Regions from separate parts of the Mus musculus genome. Here regions 1 and 3 are each linked to region 2. A link is a contact called in public Hi-C and HiChIP or PLAC-seq data. All regions are on one chromosome and are shown on one strand. The core of a region is the stretch at or near the end of the contact, and the rest is flanking DNA. Distances in the headings are between cores, read along the strand shown. Region 1 overlaps Cnih3 (cornichon family AMPA receptor auxiliary protein 3). Region 2 overlaps Cnih3 (cornichon family AMPA receptor auxiliary protein 3). Region 3 has its middle 6.7 kb from the start of Gm39717.

Region 1 (4,436 bases), core at 657-3,156, 74 kb after region 2:
ATCAAGGAAAAACAAAACTGATTTAAAAAGAGTCTTAAATTCTAGACTATAATTCTACTCTCTTTTGGTATTGATTTTTATACAATATGTTTTAGTTGCTCGAGATGGCTAAAACCAAGTCCTTAATGCGTTCTTTAGTTACCAATAAGAATTTACATATTTTGATGGACAAAAAATAAATTTAATTTTAAAAATTCCTGGGAAAGCAAGGATGTGGGTGAATGCATGGTGGATGCCAGAGAAAGGAGACATGTCTCTGCTGGACAGGAGCCTGTCTTCTGGGACAGAGCTATGCTAGACAGTTCTTACACTAGCTTTGGGGGCAGCACAGGGGTGCTGGCCTGTAGGGGGCAGTAGAAATGGAAAACAAGAGTAGATCAAAGTGCCCTGTAGAAGTGACCATGTCAGATTTGTCTTGTTTCCAGGCTGGCTGATGAGAGAGAGGAAGCAGAGGTGCTCTTAGGACAAACTAGAGGCTCGGGAGAGGTCTGCAGGGACTGGGAGGAGGGGTGGGAGTGGAGTGAGGACTCAGGAATATCCAGATGGGAATATTTGCCAGCAAACAGAAACTGACTACTAGAATCTGGGCAGTAAGTCAGAAGTGTAATGAGCTTGGCAGGTACCCCAGTCCTACCTGGCATCAGGCCTGCCCTATACACTCTTAAATAAGTGGCCCATTTGGTGGCTTGTGAAAGGGCTACACAAAATAGTGAGTTCTTTGTTTTATTGTTGTTGGTTTTCTTTTTCTATCTTTGTGTGTGTGTGTAGTGTGGGTGTGTTTAATGTGTGCATGATAGAGGTGTAAGTGTATATATGTATGTGTATATACACGTGTATGAGCAAATGTGTGTGCACACATGCCCATGTGTATGTATGGGTATGTAGAGAGCAGAGGTTGATGGCAGAGATCTTCCCTTGGTCACTCTTCTTAGTCAGCCACGAAGCAGGGTCTTTCAATCAAATCTAGAGCTTGCCCTTTATAGCTGGTCTTGTAGGCTAGCTTGCTCTGAAGATCCTGTCTCCTCCCAATTACAGGTGGGACAACCATGCTTACCTGATATTTATGTGGGTTTCTGGGGATCCAAGCTCTAGTCCTTGTGTGTGTGTGTGTGTGTGTGTGTGTGTGTGTGTGTGCAGCAAGTGCTATAATCACCGAGCAGTCTCCTCACCCCCTCTGATTTTGCTAGTCTCATGGCATGCCAACTTTTCCATGCATATTTAGATTTATTCTTCCTTAACAGTGGTTCTGGCTTCATGACAAACCCTTCGGCTATTCTCAAGTTGGCAGGCATTGCTTGTTAGGTTTTGTTTTTTTTGGGACCAGTTCTCACCATGTAGCCTGTCCCCTTAGCCCAGGATCACAGGCATGTATGTGTAGGCTAGCCTGACTTTAACTGTCACCTTTTCAGAACCCCACAATGTCTATAGTGAGATCATTCTTACTATTTATAACTACAGAAAGCAGGATATGGGGTCTCAGACTGTGGTCTACATGAAGTGGTGTCTATTTATAACTCATTCAGTGAATCACGGGTATCGGTACCATTCAACAGCTCGGCCAGAGGAAACAGTGTCTGCCGGTGATAAGGGATGGAACTAGCCATGGGCATGCTCAGAGTTTCAATCTACCTTTCTATACTTCCTCTGGTAGGTTCAAGCGTGGGGCATATTTCTATAGCACTTATTCGGTCTGAGCTGGGAGCAACCCAGCTGACTACCCACCAGAATAAGCCTGATGCATGCTTGGTGGCCTTCCACCTGGTACTCAGCATCAGGAGCATGTCACACTAGCCTCGGTGGCTTATTAAACCAAGGTCCGGAAGGATGCTCAGGAGGATAGAGAGGGGAGAAGAACACAGCCTTGCTTTTCTCATTGATTTCTCATTCCGAGGCTCTGACTACATCAGACAAGATGGGCCAAAGTGTGTCATAGCAAGAAGGAACATGTGACTCTCAGTCGCTCAGAACAACAAACGTTTATGACTTGCTCTCACTCTGCCCATCGAAGGCTGCCGGGGTGGGGGGGTAGGGGTGGGAGAGAGCCCTCTGTCCTCACTGGTGGTGTCAGGATGATGAAGTATACCCGTTGTTATAACTGTTCTTTGTGATGTCAGAGGAAACAAAATAGGACTTTGGGGGCATTTCTTATTGGCTGTTAAGTGTTCCAGGCTTCTCATATAGTTTCCACTCATGGCCCCTGGGGCCCCTCCCAGCTGCTGGGATCGGGGATGTCTTATGTTGCAAAGGCCAAGTAGTGGAAAGGCACAGATGGTCTAGGGTGAGGCATGGTACGGGCCAGCGCGGGTAGCCTGGCTAAGCTCCATTTGGTCTGAGAGGAATAAGGTCCCTACATTGTCCACATCACTGTGAGTAACATGGGATGCCTGGAGCAAGAGGAGGGGCACAGGGGCATTGCAGCCACTTGAAGTCTCCTGGGGTTAGGAACAAGTCTGCTCAGGATTTTAGATACTGAGAGGCAGTGGGAAGACCCACACAGAACAGCAGGAGGGTTTCCCCCTCATCCCTAAAAGTCGAGCTGGCCTCTGTTAAGTGTTTTCCTTCACACAGGGGATGGTAATAGATCCTCCCTGTCAGTCACAGCTTCCATTATCCACCAAGTCCCAGAGAACAAGGAGCAGTGTGATGGATAGAGGGCATGAATTCTGAACTGTCATCATTCAGAGGTTTGGCGTTGGCACTGGAGACGGGGATGGAGCTGTACTAGATGATTCAGGCCTGTCGTCGCTGTCTCTGAGCATGTTAAGTACTTGGCATAAGTGCTTGGATGTGCATGGTGGAGTAGGGCTGGCGTGCTAGCTCTGAGAACGTGGGCTTGCTCTAGGCATGGTAGGTAGCCAGGGTACAGATGAAGCCGGCAAGCACAGCTTTGAGGTTCTCAAAGGAGGAATGACAGCACATGGCCTCTCTTACTACATGGTTGAGATTCATAGGTGCAGTGCCTGGTTTATCCACTGAAGTCATGACCCCGGAGGGTTGCCTCTTGTGCTCTGAGTCCATGCTGAGCCTGAGTTAACTTAAGGTTAAGGCAGCTTGTCCTTCACCAGATGCCGAGAACAAACACAACCCCTAGTTACAAAATGCATCTCTCACATGTATGCCTGTATATGTATTTATTTAAAATCTGTGAATATGTCCTTATCTTCTGCAGGGGCCTACTGGTCAGGTAGCTAGCTCATTTGCTTACAGTGAAAGAAAGCTAGTGTCATGTTCTATACCAAAGCGAGTTGGTCTGAAGCAGTTGCTCCCACCCATGGAAGTCTAGGGCTATGACTACAGACTCTATCTCACGGGCAATCTAGCCATGCTACAGACGTATGTGGTTGGTCAGAACAGTACATTTGGTCACATGTAGGCTGTGGGGGTGGCCTCTATGAGCAGGTCAGAAAGCTTGCTATGTAGGGTAGGTGAGATAGCTCAGTGCTCTTAAGTTTGATAGCCAGAGTTCTAGCCTTGGGACCCACATAGTAGAAGGAGAGAATTGTTTCCCACAAATTGTCTTCTGACCTTCAAACATGTATGCAGGCACACATGCATTTACATACATGTTCACGTGTGTACACACACACACATACATACACACAAATGTTGGTTTTTTTTTCTTTTTGGTCTACAGTCAGTGACTTAAAACTTAAGTATTTTTTAATGTAAATTTATAAAAAGGAATCAGGTATGGGCTGAGGGTTGCTGGGGAGGATAGCCGTGATTCCTTTAGAATGGCCCCTGAAAGACACAGTTTGTTGGATCAGAGCAATCACGATGGTCAAAGTGAGATGTACAGGCCATACATACACGTGTGTGTGTGTGTGTGTGTGTGTGTGTGTGTGTGTGTGTGTGTGTGTGTGTGTGTGTGTGTGTGTGATTTCTGTCTACAAGAGTGTGCTTGCATACTTATAGCTTTCCTTACTGGAAAGGGTTGATTGTCTACCTTCTAGTCATCTTTAGTTTTCAGTTTTCATTTATACCACATGTGCCTACCCAGGAGGGGTGTCTGTCTTCTTCCATCTGTCCCCCTGCATCTCCCTGGGGAGTCTGAGCTCACCTTCTCCCTTCTCACAGAGGCCACCTCTTTTCACTATTGCTCCTTGGCATTTCTCTTGTGCTCGTCTTGATTAGCCTATCACCAGCCTTTCTGTTTTCCTGACCTTCTTGTATTATAAACAAACACACCTATTAGCTAGCGGAGGGCACAGAGGAGCCAGCAACACAGCACAAACAGATGGAAGGTGACACAGGACACTACTAGTTTCTTCAGACAATCCAGATGCTAGGCAACCTCCTCCCCTTTTCCCAGGCCTGGACAGAGGGCCTGTGTCTACTCTGGGTTGGGTCTAAAACATGGAGCACTTCCCAAAGTGATCAGTCACAGGGAAGTGACCATGCTGCAGGGAGCACCTCTGCATGGGGGACAGTGAGTG
Region 2 (4,502 bases), core at 459-2,958:
CATAGGAAAATGCTTGCAAGTGTGGGTGACCAGAAATGCCAACATTCACTGCCTGGTCACTAGCTCTTGTCTTTTAGCTTCTCAACTTACTCAAGAAAACCAAGCATCTCTCTAAAACCAGAGCTGCTATCTTGTTGTCACAGATCCTTGAATGTCTTGCCTTCCTGTGAGCTGGGGGCAAAGACCTTTAGCTCCATTTTCAGCTTGATGAGGCCGTCTGTGGTCTGGCTAGCAGGACTGAGTCACTGGGCTGACAGCTCTGAATGTGTTCCACCCCCAGGTGATGACTGTCCACCAGCCTTTAGCAAAGGGCCTGCCTTCTCATCACCAGCACTTCTGAGGCCCTGGAGGCAGCAGCGTGCTTTTATATCAGGCATGGGCATCGTTCCCCACCCCTGCAGCTCCACAACGGTACCTGAGCAAAGCACCAAGCTACCTAGACAGAAGGAACAGCTGTAAGTGCGAATCAAGAGTAAGAAAAAAAGAGTCCCCAAGCTTAGGGAGACCGGCTTAACATAAGGAACTGAGTCCGATCCCCACATCATACATAAAGAAGCTAGGTATGGTGGCAAATGCTTGCAACCCCAGAGCAGCAGAGGCAGAGGCAAGCAGATCCCTCGAGCGTGTTCACCAGCCAGCCTAGCCTAGTTGGTGAGCCCCAGGCTAGGGAGAGACCCTGTTTCAAAAGCTTTGGATGGTGCCTGGGCAATGGCCCCTGAGGTTGATGTCCTCCACACTCCTCTGCACACACTGAATGATTCTTCCTTTTACAATGCTGCTGACCCACCATGACCCCATGAACCTGTGCTCAGAAGTCCCCTGCTACACCCAGCCAGCCAGGCAGGACCCCTTCAGCCCTGTCTGTGTCACTCCATATGACCCTCACATCTCTACCAGCCTCCTGGTTTGTAGGATTGCAGAACTGGCAACTTTTACCATAGTACATGGTTTGGCTCTGTGAATGGGAGGTGGCATGGTTTGCCTCTTTTTCTTCCTTCTTTCTTTCTTTCTTTCTTTCTTTCTTTCTTTCTCTCTCTCTCTCTCTCTCTCTCTCTCTCTCTCTCTCTCTCTCTCTTTCTTTCTTTCTTTTTTTGAGACAGGGTTTCTCTGTGTAGCCCTGGCTGTCCTGACACTCACTCTGTAGACCAGGCTGGCCTCAAACTCAGAAATCCGCCTGCTTCTGCCTCCCAAGTGCTAGGATTAAAGGCGTGCACCACCACTGCCCAGCGATGGTTTGCCTCTTAAGGGAAGCTGCGATACTGTGCCTCAGAGCTGTGGGCTGCCTGGCTCTTCTGATAAAAGCAGTTCTGCTCACCATTCTGGGATGGTTACACAGGGGTCAGAGGAAGTAAAAGCCACAAGGGAAATGGCTGTGGCTGTAGCATGCCAATTAGAAGTAAGTTCTGCGAGGAAGATGGTGAATGCAGGGTCTAGGATCTGTGTTGATCCAGATGCCATGGGATAGCCCTGCTGGCTGTTCACACACATGTGTGCCCCACCAAAGCCGTGTGAAAAGCTTAGCTGCTGACTGATCCACTCCCTCGTTTAAAAATGCCCTTCTTCTATTAACACACTAATCACCACATTTGTGCAAGAGGAAAAATACAACCAGCTGGGTAGCCCTCCAAACCTCAGGGCAATGAGAGGGCTTGGGCCAGGAGCAGTGTGACCGCCCTGCTGCTGGCAGTGCTTGCTCTTCGTCCTGGCTGACAGTGCTGTCCGTGGTGGGCATGAGTAGGGGTGAGGGAGTTTCTTGTCCGATGTTCTGAATCTAGACTCCTAGAACCATTTGGAACTGAGAGTCCTTTAACCTCAGTGGCAAGGTGACATGGCTGAGGCCATAGCTGTGGGAAGCAAATGCAGATGGAGCTCTTAGTCCTCCGTGTACTAGACGTGTGTTCTGTAAGCACTTTATAGCAACGTACGGCAAGAATACGGTGGACAGCAACAATCAAATTATGGACCCATGAAGGGGGGCAGTTTTGGTGGAAGAAGCTCAGGCAGTCCCTATGGTGGTGGCTATGGATCTGGAGGTGGACGTGGTGGACATGGTAGCAGAAGGTTTTAAAATAAAACAGAAACGGCTACAGTTCTTAGCAGGAGAGAGAGCGAGGCGTTGTCAGGAAAGCTGCAGGTTACTTTGAGACAGTCGTCCCAAATGCATTAGAGGAACTGTAAAACTCTGCCACAGAAGGAACGATGATCCATAGTCAGAAAAGTTACTGCAGCTTAAACAGGAAACCCTTCTTGTTCAGGACTGTCATAACCACGGTTTGCAAAAAGTACAGCTATTGATTAATGCAATGTAGTGTCAATCAGATGCATATCCCTGAGGTTTTATCTGTTGTAGCTTTTTCTTTTTCTTTTTCTTTTCATTACATCAGGTATATTGCCCTGTAAATTGTGTAGTGGTACCAGGAATAAAAAATTAAGGAATTTTTAACTTTTCAAAAAAAAAAAAAAAAGAATATGGATGCTGTGGCCTTGGTCCTTTCAGTTGTGTGTGCCAAGAAGTCACAACTGGACTTGGTGACTTAGCTTGTTTTCAGATGGGATAAAGAGTAATGTGTTAATTAAATAAGAAGTACCTAGTGGTAATTCCAGAACTCAGGAGTATGATAAGTTCAAGGCTAGACTGAACTACAGAGCACAAGCCTCTCTCAAAACCAAAACCAACTAACCAAACAAAAACGAAAACAGAAATCAAAGTAGCAAGAGGGGCTGGAGAGATGGCTCTGTGGGTACAGAGCTTGCCATATAAACATTAGGAACTGAGCTCAGATCCTCAGAATCCATGCAAAAGTCCACATCTGTAATCTCAGCGATGGGAAGAAGACACGGATGGAGCTTAAAGATCACTGGGAAGCCAGTCTACCAGTCTTGCTGGTGAGCCCCAGCTTCCGTGAGAGACCCTGTCTCAGAACAGGGTGGAGAGTGGTAAAGGACACTCAACATGGATCTCTAGTCTAGACACACACCCACAAATGCACGCACACACGTGCATGCATACACACATGCACATGCACAGACACAGAGAATTATATAATTAATATTAAGCTAATCCCCATATTTTAAATATCACACAGTCCTGAGGAAATTATTGGGGGGGGTCTTGACTATTTTATGTATATATTATCTATCATCTCTCTCTTTTTTTAAAAAAGATTTATTTATTTATTATATGTAAGTACACTGTAGCTGACTTCAGACACCCCAGAAGGCATCAGATCTCATTACGAATGGTTGTGAGCCACCATGTGGTTGCTGGGATTTGAACTCAGGACCTTCGGAAGAGTCAGTGCTCTTAACTGCTGACCCAACTCTCCAGCCCTATCTATCATTCTCTTGATCTACCAATCAGTCTATTAACAAGTCTATCCTACTTTATATCACCTACTTATCATCCACCCATCTTTCTGTCATCTATCATCCATTTATCTTTACCTGTCTATCTACGTAGGCACTTACTTAGTATCCATCCCTAGGAGATGATCCTCTCCCCGTAGGAGCAGGCTTCCATCTGAGAGGCAGGCATATGATCACAAACCCTAACCCAGAGTTATACTGCACCCGGGAGCCTAGCTCAGAGCCACTCCCAACAAACAGCCCCTCCCTGGCTTGCCATTTCTTTAATTATCAAGCAAGACAAGCTGCTCGCTCGCCTCTGTTCTCCATGCTGAGTTGGTTATCACCTCCTCCTCCTCCTCTGCTTTGACAGTCTTTGTGTAAGGTGTGAAGGCCATGTATTTACAGGAGTGGGTTATCCGGTCACTATAAGCCACTGTGGGAGCCATGCCCTTTCTCCCTTCGGTGGTGTTATTGCTTCTGTACAGTCTTGTAGGCCACAAGGCCAGGCCAGGTTATGACTGGGTGTCCCCAAGTGGTGACTGAGGTCTTATTGCGTGAATTGTCTGCTTACCACCACCACCGTCTCAGCCAATAGGGACAGAGCAATGTGATGCTGGCAGTCTCTCAGGCTCCTTCCTCCTCTCTGCCATTCCAGCATCTGCCCTCTGTGTCCCTCCAGCTATCCCCACTTTGCCAGTGGCATCTGCCACTCTTGCCTGCAGAGCCACATTTGCTTCTCAGATGGGGTAAGGAAGAAGTAGAAATTAAGCAGTAGTGTTTCCTGTTTATAGTCTCCAGGACAGAAACCCCCTTGATTGCTCCCCATCTAACAATACAGGGGACAAAAGGCTCGAGTTGTGAGATTCGGAAACACTGCATGTCCCTGGGAAGGCGTGGGCAAGGCTATCCTGCAGTTTAGACTCCACACTTCTGAGGGTCAAAGCAGCCTTTTGGGGCTCTTAGCCATCTGTCTAGGTGATTGATACACGGCCCCTGAGACACTTTGGAGTGTGGGCACAGGATTCTGGTGGAGAGTTAAGAGTGGTCAGAGATTCTCAGGCCTGGAGGACAGGCAGGCTTAGGCTCAGGCTGTGGCCCCTGGTTTATCTTTTTTGTCTCTTCCTGTCTTCGGCATCTTCCTGGGTCTCATTTTC
Region 3 (4,508 bases), core at 608-3,107, 73 kb before region 2:
CCTAATTCAGAATGAATGATATTCTCATTAGAGGCAGACATGGGCATAGGCTCAGAGGAGTGGGAGTTGGGGCACATGTGAAGCAGAGACACCCAGGAGAGTGCTGTGAGATTACAGAAGTTGACAGTAAGGTCTGGCCATGGCCAGGAGTACTCAAGATTACCAGCAAACCTAGCAACAAAAGTGTGTTCTTACAGGGTCTGGAGGACTCCTTGTGACACCGTGATTTCAGACACCGGCCACCAGAGACACCACTAGGTTGTGGACAGGGGTAAGGGAACTATAAGGAGTGGAGATGGATGGCTATTGCCAACCAAGTCGTTACAGCTAACTCTGTAGGGTGAACAGGCGACCAGCAGTTTCCAGACCTTGAAGAGTCTGTGATAGCTGCGGGAGTTGGCAGCTGTTGCCAGAATTCCTTCTCTGCAGAGTGTAAATAAACATTTATCCCCTCCTCATAGGCCCCTAGGTATGATTCCATCAAAGCTTTACTTAGTGAACCAGTGACTTCAGCTGATGGGTTATAAGGAGTGTGGGGGACCCCCACACCCCCTGCCAAAGCAGGGGCACTAGGAAGTCTCACTCAGAGTGGGAAGATGGCTTCTCAGAGCTGCATGGATGGACACGCCTGTCTCCCACTTTCCTCTAGTTAATCTTCCCTAGTGTGTGTGTACTCTAGCACCTCTAGAAGCCACAGGCAATTAGGGCAAAATTGCACACAAACGTCTGGGTGGTCACAGGAATCCTAGATGAGGGTGCAGTGAAGCTCCGCACCCGTTCCTCCTCTATAGCAACAAGCAGCAGGCCTCGTGAGATAGTCTCTTGCAAGCAGGCACAGCTGATTTGCTGAAGACGGTGGCTGTTTTGTTCAGAAGATCTCATTCTACAGGAGCTGAGCCTTCTGTGGGGACAGGTGACCTTTCACTTGCAGAAAGGGACAGAGGGAACCAGAGGCCACATAGCTGGCTCCTTTCTCTGCTGACTGAGTCCTCCATCCATGCCTTTGAGCTTGCCTACGCACTGTGTTGATGTTGCTGCTGCTCCTGTTAGCTCTCCAGGATTATCTCCACAACTTGTTGCCGTACAAGATCCCCAACACATTCTTTTCGCTGTCTCATGACCGTCTGATAATGGCCAGAGGGCTTCGACTTCTCAAAACTTCTGCCCACAGTTTCTGGTTCTCTTCCTGGCCTTGGCCTGAAGGCTCTCTAGGACTTGGCCCTGAACACCTTTCACCTTTCTCATGCACAGTGCCTGTCTCTGTTCCCACACTCACCACATCCTCCCCTGACCATGCCATTTCGACTTCTGTGGTTTTGCCGATGCCCTGTATAATCCACCGGCAGTCCAGCCCACCCCTTCCTGTAGCTTCTCTACTGCAGTGTTTCTTCTCCTTCTGCTCAGAACTCCAGTCAATTGCCTTCCAGACTGTGAGTTCCATAAGGGCAACCGCTGGATTCCGTCCACCCCTGTGACCCAGCAGCCTCCACCACACAGGGTTCCATTCGTAGTAGCCTCTTGATGGATGCCCGCAAATGAGCGGATACTATCCATGTCACACAGTGTGGGTAATTGGAGCTTGGCTGTGAAGTCTGTGGCAAGAGTTCTAGATCGTCTGATCTTTTCCACAGCCACAAGTTCAAACCAAGGTGATGCCGAGGCTGGGGATGCAGTCTGCGGGAAGTCTGACCAGAAATACACCGTCTCTCCTTCCCTTTTGTGCCTGTGATTTTGTTTCATGATCTCGAGTTGAAATTTTCTCTTGGAAACTTGAAACATAACCAAAATAGCTCCTACTGTGTCACCCAGTAATAAAGCGTTCCGAGCCCTTCATTTCCCTGCAAACATCTCCCTTGAAAATCAACTCTGCTACAAAGTGGGGCTAATTCAGCTGCCACCCATGCGGATGCAGTTGTGAGCAGGAGTTTAAAAGGGACATTTTTAGCTTCTCCAAAGTGTCAACAAGCTAAGAGTTTCATTCATGTAAAAAATGTAAATAAATGCAGCTGTATCTAAGTGGCCGTGTGGACACAGCCGTGCTAAGCTAAGTGGCCATGTGGACAGTAAGCCTGACACAGCCGTGCTAAGCTAAGACACCGGGAGGGGGTGGGCACACCCTGACCGAAGCACCCAGCTTGGAGGGGAGTGAAGGAGCACTAATAAATATATATATTTAGAAAACTCATGTGGTAAAACTTGTACCCACAGCTCAAGTTTGTTTGTTTGTTTGTTTGTTTGTTTGTTTGTGTTTGTTTTTGTTTTTCTACTGTGAGAGCTAGCAGAATTCATAACGATTGCTTAAGAAAAACAAAGAACTGGCTGCTCACCAAAACCAATGGAATATTGACAACAGGAAGTTCATACATATAGAACTTGCACGTTCCCACTCTCTATCTCTGAGCTCAAAATAATGAAATAGTCTCAAGTTCCTCGCTGGGATCCTTCATTCACTGTATTAGAAGAGTCCTCCAGAGTAATGGAACTTATACAATGAGTCTCTATATATAGAAAGGGGATTTATTAGAATGGCAGGCTGTGGTCTAGCTAATCCACGTATGGCTGGTTATGAATGGGAAGTCTAAGAATCCAACAGTTGTTCAGTCCACCCAGCTGGATGTCTCAGCTAGGCTTTAGTATGCACCGGAATCCCAAAGAGGTAGGCTCTAACGCCAGCGAAAGACTGGACTTGCTAGCAAGGCAAGGGCAAGCAGGCACAGAGCAAAATTTTCTTCTTCTTAAAATAGGCTCCCAGCAGGAGGTGTGGTTCAGATTAAAGGCTTGTCTCTCTGCCTCTAGATCCAGATTAAAGCCTGCCTTTTTCCCCCCCATTTCAGAGGATCTGGATTAGAGATGTGTCTTCCTACCTCAAAGATTCCATTAAGCTAAAATCCCTCACAGGTGTGCCCTCCTTTTTTTTTGGATTTTAGTTCCAGATATAGTCAAGTTGACAACCAAGAATAGCCTTCACATTAAGTTAAACGGTGTTCGAGTTTCAAAAACTAGATTGCCAGAAATCAGCTTTAAAGTCTGTTTGAAGATAGAATGTAGTTTTTCATTAACATGTCATTGAGCTAAAAAAAAAAGCCAAGTCTGATGATCTGAGGTCCAGCCCTGGGGCCATCGGATAGAAAGAGAGAACCAATTCCTGCGAGTTGTCGTCCGATCTCTGTGGGAACAGGACTGGGGGCGGGGGGGGGGGGGGAGGCAACAGAGTCCTGGGATGAATCCCAGGAAACCCTACTCCGGAGACCAGCATCAGGGCGCCGATCTGAATTTTTTGCGCAGCCCATAAGCCTACCTACAGTGTTTGAGCCAATCCTCATCTCTTAAACCCTTGTATTTTGCCACATCTTTGCCATCCTCCAACGCAAGCCCTGCCTAATGAGGTTACTCAGAAGAAGTGGGGGGCGGGGGGTTGTGAAGTCAGGGGAGGCAGCCACCACCCTGGCCTCAAGTCCTTTTTTGCTGTTTCACCAGTGTTCTGGGAGCCATCTTAGACCTAATGCCATATAGACTCTTTGAGGAGTCACAGAAGTCTGTGGTGCCTGGCTCTCCATCTCACGTTTCCTTCACACATTGACTTCTACACCCCCCACAGATCTCCATGCGTACCCTTACCTCAATAAATAAGCAAACGAGCAAGCAAGCAAGCAAATAAATAAATTAATATATTTTTAAAATGTCATGTAGCCAGGTTCCTGAGCTAGCCCACTAAAGCCATTTACACTTAAAATATTGATAGCATATTGCATTTTTGTGAGAAAATATAGTAAGAGAACATTTTCATCGTTATATTTGTATTTATAGAAATAATTTAATGTCCTGTTGTTGATATTTATTAACAAAGGTTTTTCAATTTTACTGAATGATGGTGTCTGTGGAAAAGTAGATTTAATTAAAGGCTGAAACACACATGGGTACTGTGGTGGAAATTCTAAAGGGAAAATTTGGGCCTTTCCCAAGGCTTGCTAATATGTTATTATATGCTCCTGTTTTTTTTAATCTTTAATGACCAGTATATTCCAATTATATTTATATTCCAATCACATTTCCAAATATACGGTATCCTTTTCCTAATATGGACGAGTCATTGAATATAATACTTAATACTTACCATTCATAATTAAGGTCATTTTGGCTTTGGTTTGTAGTGGAAGAGAACGGGGATAGAAAGGAGGAGTATCTGTCCTGGAATAATTGAGCAAAAGTGAGTTGAGAGGAGAGAGGAAAATGGGCCTTAAAGGGGCAGCGTAAGACGACGAACATCCAGGATTGGCTGGACACTGGGCTGTGTCAGCAATAAAGTATGTGATGCTTGCAAAGAAGAAACAGCTCTCAGATCCCCGAAGGGTAGGGACCACAGAGCAGCAAGCAAGGACAGCTCACAGAGAGCACAGAAAAGATCCTCCGATCGATCGATCTATCGATCGGGTGTTTCTGGATAGATGTGTGTTTTTAGATCGATCGAATGTTTCTAGATCGATTGGGTATTTTTAGATCGATCGGGT

The links. HiChIP or PLAC-seq counts read pairs in DNA pulled down with a chosen protein or histone mark. A called contact is a pair of places that touch in the nucleus more often than the background predicts.
Region 1: a contact with region 2 is called in a CTCF HiChIP or PLAC-seq map of CD8 T cells, with 5 read pairs. The contact joins two enhancer-like sites. A contact is called at or near these places in 1 of 15 datasets of contacts at CTCF or cohesin (CD8 T cells), 5 of 484 Hi-C or Micro-C datasets (B cells, brown adipocytes, cerebral cortex and 1 more) and 1 of 9 other capture datasets (liver).
Region 3: a contact with region 2 is called in a Hi-C map of the MNK3 cell line, with 4 times the contacts expected there. The contact joins two enhancer-like sites. A contact is called at or near these places in 17 of 484 Hi-C or Micro-C datasets (the AML12 cell line, the CH12 cell line, ECoMG myeloid progenitors and 10 more).

The regions. Positions count from the first base shown.
Region 1 is chr1:181,445,480-181,449,915 of GRCm38.p6, forward strand. The region is part of intron 3 of Cnih3 (cornichon family AMPA receptor auxiliary protein 3); the gene reads left to right. Among named protein-coding and RNA genes, the nearest start is that of Ccdc121, 64 kb to the right of the region's middle. Within about 2 kb of position 1,907, at least 63 of the 459 cell types and tissues checked have an H3K27ac peak or open chromatin away from gene starts, as enhancers often do. A contact at or near this core is called in CD8 T cells, where this site is marked.
Region 2 is chr1:181,371,198-181,375,699 of GRCm38.p6, forward strand. All of the region lies in intron 1 of Cnih3 (cornichon family AMPA receptor auxiliary protein 3), which reads left to right. Among named protein-coding and RNA genes, the nearest start is that of Cnih3, 21 kb to the left of the region's middle. Within about 2 kb of position 1,709, at least 41 of the 459 cell types and tissues checked have an H3K27ac peak or open chromatin away from gene starts, as enhancers often do. A contact at or near this core is called in CD8 T cells and the MNK3 cell line, where this site is marked.
Region 3 is chr1:181,297,999-181,302,506 of GRCm38.p6, forward strand. No RefSeq gene overlaps it. Among named protein-coding and RNA genes, the nearest start is that of Gm39717, 6.7 kb to the left of the region's middle. Within about 2 kb of position 1,858, at least 19 of the 459 cell types and tissues checked have an H3K27ac peak or open chromatin away from gene starts, as enhancers often do. A contact at or near this core is called in the MNK3 cell line, where this site is marked.